Linked DNA regions of Gossypium hirsutum: region 1 is linked to region 2. Evidence: chromatin contacts called from public Hi-C data. All regions are on one chromosome and are shown on one strand. The core of a region is the stretch at or near the end of the contact, and the rest is flanking DNA. Distances in the headings are between cores, read along the strand shown.

Region 1 (4,101 bases), core at 493-2,992, 390 kb after region 2:
CAAATGGAGGCCACTTAGGACATAAAATAAATGGTGTTCTATTGCACAAGGACTTCAAGTTTCAGATTTTACTTTATCAGAAACATATTACTGAATAGAAACAATAGCTATATAGCAGATGGATTTTTGGCCTATTACCTATTACACTCTCACATCACAGTTGATGAAGTACCAAAAAGTTAGGATTTAAAACTCAAAGCATCAGCTGATAATTTTCTAAGTTTTATATGAAAAACAACTCAGATGCTCATACAATACTACAAATTAGATTAGAAAATGTGGAAAGGAAGAAATAGAATATAAATATATATATATAACCATAGATGTATTTATAAGATAAATTTTGCAATTGAAATTAGAGAGAGAAAAGAAAACCTCTAACATGTTCTTGCTAGGACCATTAGATTCGATTACCGGTAAAGTTTTGTCCATAATTAGGCAGTCTGTCCCAACCTTCTCAAACTGGTACCTAGTTTGGCCTTGTGAACCACCAAATATCTCATTGGCAGTTTCGAAGCTGAATTGAACATCATTGATGTTCAGGCCCTCACAAAGGTCATCACCATCAGGAACTTTGAAATCTCTGAGGTCAGAATAACCCTGGAACAAAAGGAGCCAAAATCAAACATTCAAGACAGATCAGTCCAAATGCGGCTAAACAAAGAATGATTCAAGAGTCGAGCTATTACTTCAAATTCAATACTTTCCATCACCAATTCAAATAAATATAGCAGCAAAAGCCATACCTTTGGCATATTCGGCTCCTCTGAGAAAACAGGTTCTCCATCGTTACAGTAAGGGACGTAATTTGCATTTGGTGATATCAGAGAAGATGAAACCATACAAGGCTTTAGCTTAGGACATGAATCTAGTTCATTTAACTTTGTACCAGCCAGTTCAAATGAGCCCCCTTGATCTATTTGATTCAAACAGTTAGTGAAACAATTGTCGTTAGCAGCTGAAGCACCGACTGGCCAATCAACATCAAAAACAGCAGGAGACGAAGCACCAAGAACCGAAGACCAGATTCTTCTAAACTCAGCCAAAGAAGGACAATCCGTATAAGAATTGAGGGCCTCTCGCCAATGCCCCAAACTCCAGCAACCATTGCCATTACCATCACAATCCTGACAAAGAGACAATTTCTCATCCAAACACCTAACAACTGCAGATTGAGAATTGCATTTCTCACACAAAAGTGAACGAACGTGTCTACGTGACAACAAATTTGCAGAGTGAACGCACCCATCACAGCTCAAGCAAAGCCGAGCCGAATCCGATTTACAGTAAACCACTGCTCTTTCTCCTCGACAAAAATCGCATACAGGTTCCATCCCGTTATTCCTCCTAACTTTACAGTAAACCACTGCAGTTGGGCGGTAATTCGGCTCTATTGATTCCTCAATCCTAACAGAAACTACCCTTCAATAATCAAAATTAACAAAAACCGATTAAAATTATACCCAGATCATGTGCAAAGAACAAGGAATTGAATCATTTGAATGATTAAAATTTAAAATCATAGAAAAAGAGTAAATTGAGATTAAGCTTTACCTCTTCAATGAAAAGAACCCAATCCCGGCTTCTGAAATCAGCCAATGTCGAAGAACACATAATCCATTAATCGAAGCAAATACGCATCAACATTGATAACAGAAAAGCAAACATTTCTTTGAGCTAAAAATACATAATAGGGGGAACAGTGAAGAGCTGTCAGCGTTGGTAACTGGAAGTTTTCTTTTTATTTTTTTCAGTGAGCAAAAACTGGTTTATTTATTCACGTTTGTCCGAGGTTTGATGGGTGCTTGCCACGTGGTGCGATGTTAGCTTTGTGGATGGGACACTCTAGGATGACGTGGACATGTGATTTTATTGCGGTCATCCGTTTTGGTCGGAGGATGGCGAGGATGGTAAATAAGTGGAAAGATTGAGGGCGGTTTGATAGAAGGATTGGTCACAAATTGATCACCACGTCATCACCCGAGATTATGTGCGGGTTTCTCATTTTGACTTTCGAGACGAAAATTTAGCCCCGCATCTCGAGAGATCACAGATGGACACGTGGCTTATGTGTCTGAACAGTTTCTGATTTGTGGTGTGAGACGATGCTGATGTGGGCGCTTAGCTGTGCTGAACTGTCTGAATCTCTTTTTAAAATGGGATAAATGGTAAGTTTAATACCCAGTTATTTAGTGGTCAAATTTATGTTTGATTTTGTTTTTAGATTAAATTTAACATCATATTTTTTTACGTAATTAAAAAATTATGTTCAATTTGAAAAAATAGGAATCATAATTTGAAAAATTTATGTTTCTCGAGCATCAGTGGCGCTTTTTGAAAAACGCAGCTATAGATCGAGCATTAGTGGCGCTTTTTAAAAAACACCGCTATAGGTCGACCATTAGCGGCGCTATTTGAAAAACGCCACAAAAAAATTAAGCACAACGCCGACGTTTTATGTGAGCTTTAGTGGCATTAGCAGCGCTTTTTGAAAAATGACGCTATAGATCGAGCATTACCGGCGCTTTTTTAAAAACGCCGCAAAAAATTAATTTAATTTATGGGTTATGGTTTAGGGTTTATGGTTTAAAGTTTAGGGCTTAGAGTTTATGGTTTGGGATTTATGGTTTAGGATTTGGGGTTTGAAGGTTGGGGTTTAGGGGTAAATATGGTGAACTACTTAATTAATTTGTATATCTTAGAATTTTTATAATATAAATTTAAATAAGATAAATATAAATTATTATTTTAAAAATATATATATCAAAATGGGTTAAATCCCAGAAGCATACATGAACAATGGTTTAGTGTGCAATGGGTTAAATCCCAAAAGCATAAATTATGAACACAATTATTGATATAACATCATTTTATATTTATATATTGCATACATAAATATTTGTATTTATTCAATATAAAAATATATTGATGTATTTATTTTTTAAAATGTGTATGATTAAATCAAAATTAAAGTTTCCACTATACATTTAAACCACAATTAGAATTTCACGTCTACAATTACACATTAAATTGAAATTCATATATAATTCTGAGATGTATCTTTATCATAATTTAGGTGTATACATATAATTAAATATTTAATTATGGTTTAAGGTTTGGGGTTAAGGTTTTAAGGTTTTAATGTTTAAGGGATATGGGCTATGATATAATGTTTATTATTTTGGGGTTTAGGTTTATGATTTAAGATTTAAGTTTTAATGTCCATGGTTTAGGGGTTTAGGGTTTATGATATAATGTTTATTATTTTGGGTTTAGAGTTTTTGTTTTAAGGTTTATGGTTTAGAGTTTGTGGTTTTTTGTTTTATAGTTAGGGTTGTAGTACTGTTCATGGTTTTAAGGGTTAAGCTATTAAGGTTTAAGGGTTAGGGTTTTTGATAAAATAATAAAAAATCAAAAATTTTTAGGGTTTAGATAAGCAATAAGATTATTTTTTAATTACTTTTATCCCTTGTAATATATATTTAGGGTTTAGGGTATAGGTTTATAGTTTGGGGTTTAACATTTAGGGTTTACTGTTGGAAAATTGAAGCAACATTTGGATTTTATTGAGAAAAATTTTGAAAGTAAAAACATAGAAAAATACATGTCAAAAATGGAAAAAATAAAATACTATTAATTAAAATAATTTTAAAGTTTTTTTTGGGTATATGACTGATTTTTTTAATTTATATATTAATTAATTTCTTATAAAATTGTAAAGAAGATAATATTTATTTTAATATATTAAAATTATCAATATAGTTTAAATTATTTGAGAGATAATGATAAAGTTTATATATATTAAAACAAAATAAGGGATTTTTAGCGAAGCAAAACAGTGCCATTGTGTAAAGGAGAATGACTTTTTGAAAACGCCCGCTATTGGCGTTTTTTAGTCTTACACAAAACGGCACCGTTTTGTTACCCTAAATGCCTAAAGACTTTTTCCCAAAATCGGTTCCCCCCTTCCCCCTGAAATCCCAAAATTTGACATGAAATATCTTCTTTTTTCCCTCCTTTCTTTTTCCCAAAATCGGTTCCCTCCCCCTCCCTCTCCCCCCTCCCCCTCCCGCTGCTGTATCTCCATCGACATATGTTGTC
Region 2 (4,432 bases), core at 860-3,359:
TGGTTAACCGATCTAGTTCAGTCGAAGGTCGGTTAAATATTTTTTAGAATTTTGATTAATAGTTAATTCGGTTCGAAATCAAGTAATTAACCGAACTAAATAAATAATGTTATATATTATATAGATTAGGCTATTACTAGTTCGATTAATTCGGTTAATCCGGTCAAATAAACCTTATAATTTTTTTTTGATATGTTATATACTTGTTTTAACAAAAAATAAATCAATTTCGGTTAATTCAATTAACCGATCTAATTAACCAAAATATTTTGATTTGATTTTTTTAAAAATTTTTTGATTTGATTAGCAGTTAAAAAAATAAAAAAATTGATTAATACTAATTTAATTCAATTAAGTTTCGGTTAAACATTTCTAACACCCCTACCACACAATTCAAGCATAATTATAGTGACCCATTGGAAAATGTGGTTTTTATTTGATTAATTTATTCATCTTCAAGTGGAGACATTAACAGAACTGATGAGGTTAGATTTTTATTAAACTTTTGGATAGTATTAATCTAATATGTTTTTTTTGCCCAATTCCGCTAAGTTTAAAATATGAAATTTTATATTTTATTTAAAATTTTCATATTTATAAATAAATAATTTAAATTTATTTTAATGCATTCATTTTTTTAATTAAGTTATTTTAAATTTATATATTTATTAAAATTTTAAATATAAACAATTAATTTTTAATGTTTAGATTTATTTTTTATGTGATACAAATTACATTATAAATAAAAATAATATAGTATATTATAAAATTAAAAATAGATCAAGACAAGCTCAAACTTTAAGTGCTAGAACTCAAATTTGGCCTATATTTTAAGTAGGCTTTCTTACTCAAGCCCATTTTCAGGTATAATGTTATATATTAATATAGATTTAAGTTTTATGTTATATAAATGATATGATAAGTAAAAATATATTATAAAATTAATAATATGTCAAGCCAAATTAGAGCATTAACTGTTGGAATTGGAGTCCAAGCTCAATCCCAATCCATTGTTTAAATGAACTTCTTTACTTAAGTTTATTTTTAGACATAATCTTTTTGTCTAAATCCTTTTAAATATCAAACTCCAAATTTAAATTTATGACATTTGTATAGGTGTTAATTGCTTAATGCTATTCTCCGTATTACAAATGTAATTTAGAATTAAAAAATCTTGTTGCCAAAACATGAAATCCCCAAACCATACATCGTATGGTTGCAAAATATAGTAAATAGATGAACATTACAAGGAATTGTTACGCATCCCACATTTTATTATGTAATACAATATTTTACCAAATTTAATGTAGTGAATGAAACAACAAATGAAGCCCATGTTGTGGCTTGAGTGAAAGATTTGGTAAAGGTGCGTGAACATAGGTAGGGGAAAGGGTGAAAGTGTAGCGTTGCAGAATCATGGAAAGGGCGATTTTGGTTTCAGTGATTGCAAAGCTCATTCCAACGCAAAATCGAGGTTCCAATCTAAAGGGCATAAATGCAGCTGCATTGTTGTTAGTAGCTTTGGCAATCCCTTCAGCAAACCTTTCTGGTTTGAAAAGATGAACATCATCTCCCCATACGGCAGGGTCATGGTGGAGTGCTATGAATCGGATGTTGAGGTCTAAATAATTAGGTAGGGCAAGTTCTCCTAATTGGACATCTCTTACTGCCTTTCTTACCACGCCATTTAGAGGAGGATAGAGCCGTAAAGTTTCTTTAATAATCATGGTAACCTGTTCAAGAAAAAAAAAATCAAACCATAACAATTTGCAGTTTAATATAAATGATCAATGTTAGTTTTCAAGCTTTAGAATTTGTATAGTTTGCTTACGGTCTTTAATTTGGCGATCCCTTCAGAATTTGGGTTTTGATTACCAAAAACCTAAATCACCTCTGCTCTTGCTTTGTCTTGCCAATCTGTATGTATTGCTAAAAGTAGGGTTATCCATGCAAGCAAGAAATTGGTTGTTTCTTGCCCAGCAAAATAGAAAGTTTTACACTCATCTATTATATCTTGTATCAAAAACCTGTTTTTCTCATCCGAATCATGATAGACATTTACAAGTAATCCTAGAAAATCATGGCCGCAGCTGTCGACTTCTCCGGTCATTACTTTCTCTTCCCTTTGTTTAATAATCTTCATCACAGAATCATGTATCGTTTTCTCAAGTTTATCTGATTCAATTTCATCAGCAGATTTCCAAAACTTGCTGAAAAGGCAAAGCAGATTAAATTCAATCCATTGACTCCATTGTGGTGGAAAAACACCAATATTTTAAAACCAAGATCAATGATTGTACCAACAAGCTACCAGTTTTTGATAAGGTTTTTACTAATAATATTAAATGCAGAATCATTTGAACTTTTATGGGTATAGCCCAAAATACTTCCTACACTTAAAAAGATAAACTTTTTTTTTTGGAAAAACATTTTATATTAGTGGAGGATTAGATGAAGGTAGCCGATGATAGGAAATTTTGCTTTATAAAAATTTCTGCCTATAATTAGGGTCAACTTCATCAACATGTCAAAAATCTTCTCTCCTTCCAAGTAACTGCTACCAAAGGCTGTTCTGGATATCATTTCTGAAGTCAAGAATCTGAACTCTTGGAACACTTCCATCTCTTTGCCTTCCTTATCTTTCCATTTCTCAAGCATCGTTCCAACGCTAGCAATCATTGCTGGAATCATATTCTGCAAAAACCATCATCCATTATCAATGTTCCACAACAATAATTAGATTAGAAACTAGTGATTTACTTTTAAGCTCTCCCCATGGAAGGCATGATTGGCCAATTTCCTATGCCTTGCGCCCCATTTCTCACTTTTGATTGTAGAAATGCTGTCACCTAGTAGCTTCTTAAAGAAATATGAAGGCTTTGGCTTTGAAAAAGCTTTTTCACTGGTTTTCAGCACCTCTTTCACCAGTTCTGGGTCTGTTATTACCAGTTGAGCTCGAACTCCATTCCAACTAAGATAATTCTTCCCTAAAAAATGATTTAATTAAAATCTATTCATGGAAATCCGAAAATACTACCAAAACAAGTTATTCCCACCGTATTTCTTGATGCAGGAGTAATCATGAGGCATTACTCTGGGAAATATATCGTGTGTCAAGGCCATAGGTTTGCTAGATGCTTCCTTCCGCATTTGAAGAGCTTCTTTGTTGTTTCCATGGATAAATTCATAAGGAGGTCCTCTGATCCCCTGTGAATTCATGATGAACTGTACACGATGAGGTACCCACAAATACTCGTGCAAGACATAGTGCAAAGCTACGAAAAGGCAGATGCACAAAAAAGCTGTGAAAAGGATTAGAAGATTTCCCATGGCCTCTATTTTCTTATCTTCACTGATGAATCCACCAAATTTTGCAGCAGCTTATATTCGTCAAAACTCGTTTACTATTTATTATTTGACTATTATATAATTAAATATATAATTGTTTATGTTTTTATTTTATTTATAATAATATAATTAGTAAAATGTACGTGTGATTCTTTTATATGTAAAAATAAGAAAGTAGTTATTTATGGTTTGTTTGTTTGTTATTCATAAATATATCTTTAATAATTTGTGAATATGTTTAATTAAATATTATTGAATAAGTTTATTTAATTTAAATGAATGAAAATGAATATACATAATTTTTAAGCAAAGATTTGGAGGTTGGGTTTAGTTTTGAATAAGTTTAATAAATATGAATATGATTATACATACTATGAATATGAATAAGTTCAATTTTGGAGGCTGAGTTATGGGTATTTTTGAGGGCTTTATCTCTTTCATTGAAGCAGGGATTTGATAGAGTATTGATTAGTACAAATAGCATGAAAGCAGTTAAGATTATTCAAGACAACAATTCAAGAAACTTGAATTCAGCTTTGGCTAGGCGTATACATCAGTTGTTGGAAAGGTTGTTGGAAAGGACAGTACAATGATGTATTCAATATATGCCCAGAAAAAATAATAAAGTTGATAATTTTCTTGCAAAAATAAATTGTAGTAATGAAGACGCTTTACTTATGTTTGAACAACCTCCTCTAGGTGTTTTAGTTTAATTCCTTGTGGACACTTTGTTTTGTCTTATATTCACCAAAAAAGAAGAAGCATACACAAACAAAATTTTGAAACTCTAAACGAACATGAACACTTTTAAAAATAAATAAACGAAAATGATCAAAAATTCATTTGTTCAAGCTCTCGATTCATTTACAAACCTATACTAGGAAATAACAAAAATCTTAGAAATATTTAATTAGAAGGTCAACTTTTGTTATTAGTCCATATAATATGTGTAAGTTGTTAATTTAGTACTTATACTTTAGGTAATTTTTAGTCTTCACACTTTTAAATTTTAAAATTTCAATCTTGACCAAAATAATAGCTATTATATTTGTCGAAAACTCTACTATTTTTTGTTATAATATTA

The links. A called contact is a pair of places that touch in the nucleus more often than the background predicts.
Region 1: a Hi-C map of leaf shows a contact between it and region 2, with 1.6 times the contacts expected there. The contact joins the promoter of LOC107894028 here to the promoter of LOC121212273 in region 2. A contact is called at or near these places in 2 of 34 Hi-C or Micro-C datasets (leaf and seedling).

What each region holds. Positions count from the first base shown.
Region 1 is chrA13:13,074,480-13,078,580 of Gossypium_hirsutum_v2.1, forward strand. LOC107894028 (zinc finger protein CONSTANS-LIKE 12) reads right to left here and starts at 1,743. Exons shown (of 8, transcript XR_001683113.2): 1 at 1,555-1,743; 2 at 747-1,422; 3 at 415-600. It also overlaps the pseudogene LOC107894644.
Region 2 is chrA13:12,685,325-12,689,756 of Gossypium_hirsutum_v2.1, forward strand. LOC121212273 (cytochrome P450 CYP749A22-like) reads right to left here and starts at 2,110. Exons shown (of 2, transcript XM_041084719.1): 1 at 1,892-2,110; 2 at 1,302-1,733. The coding sequence starts at 2,110. The coding sequence ends at 1,302. It overlaps LOC107894092 (cytochrome P450 CYP749A22), which reads right to left and starts at 3,403. Exons shown (of 4, transcript XM_041084914.1): 1 at 3,057-3,403; 2 at 2,761-2,987; 3 at 1,832-2,694; 4 at 1,240-1,733. The coding sequence starts at 3,330. The coding sequence ends at 2,437.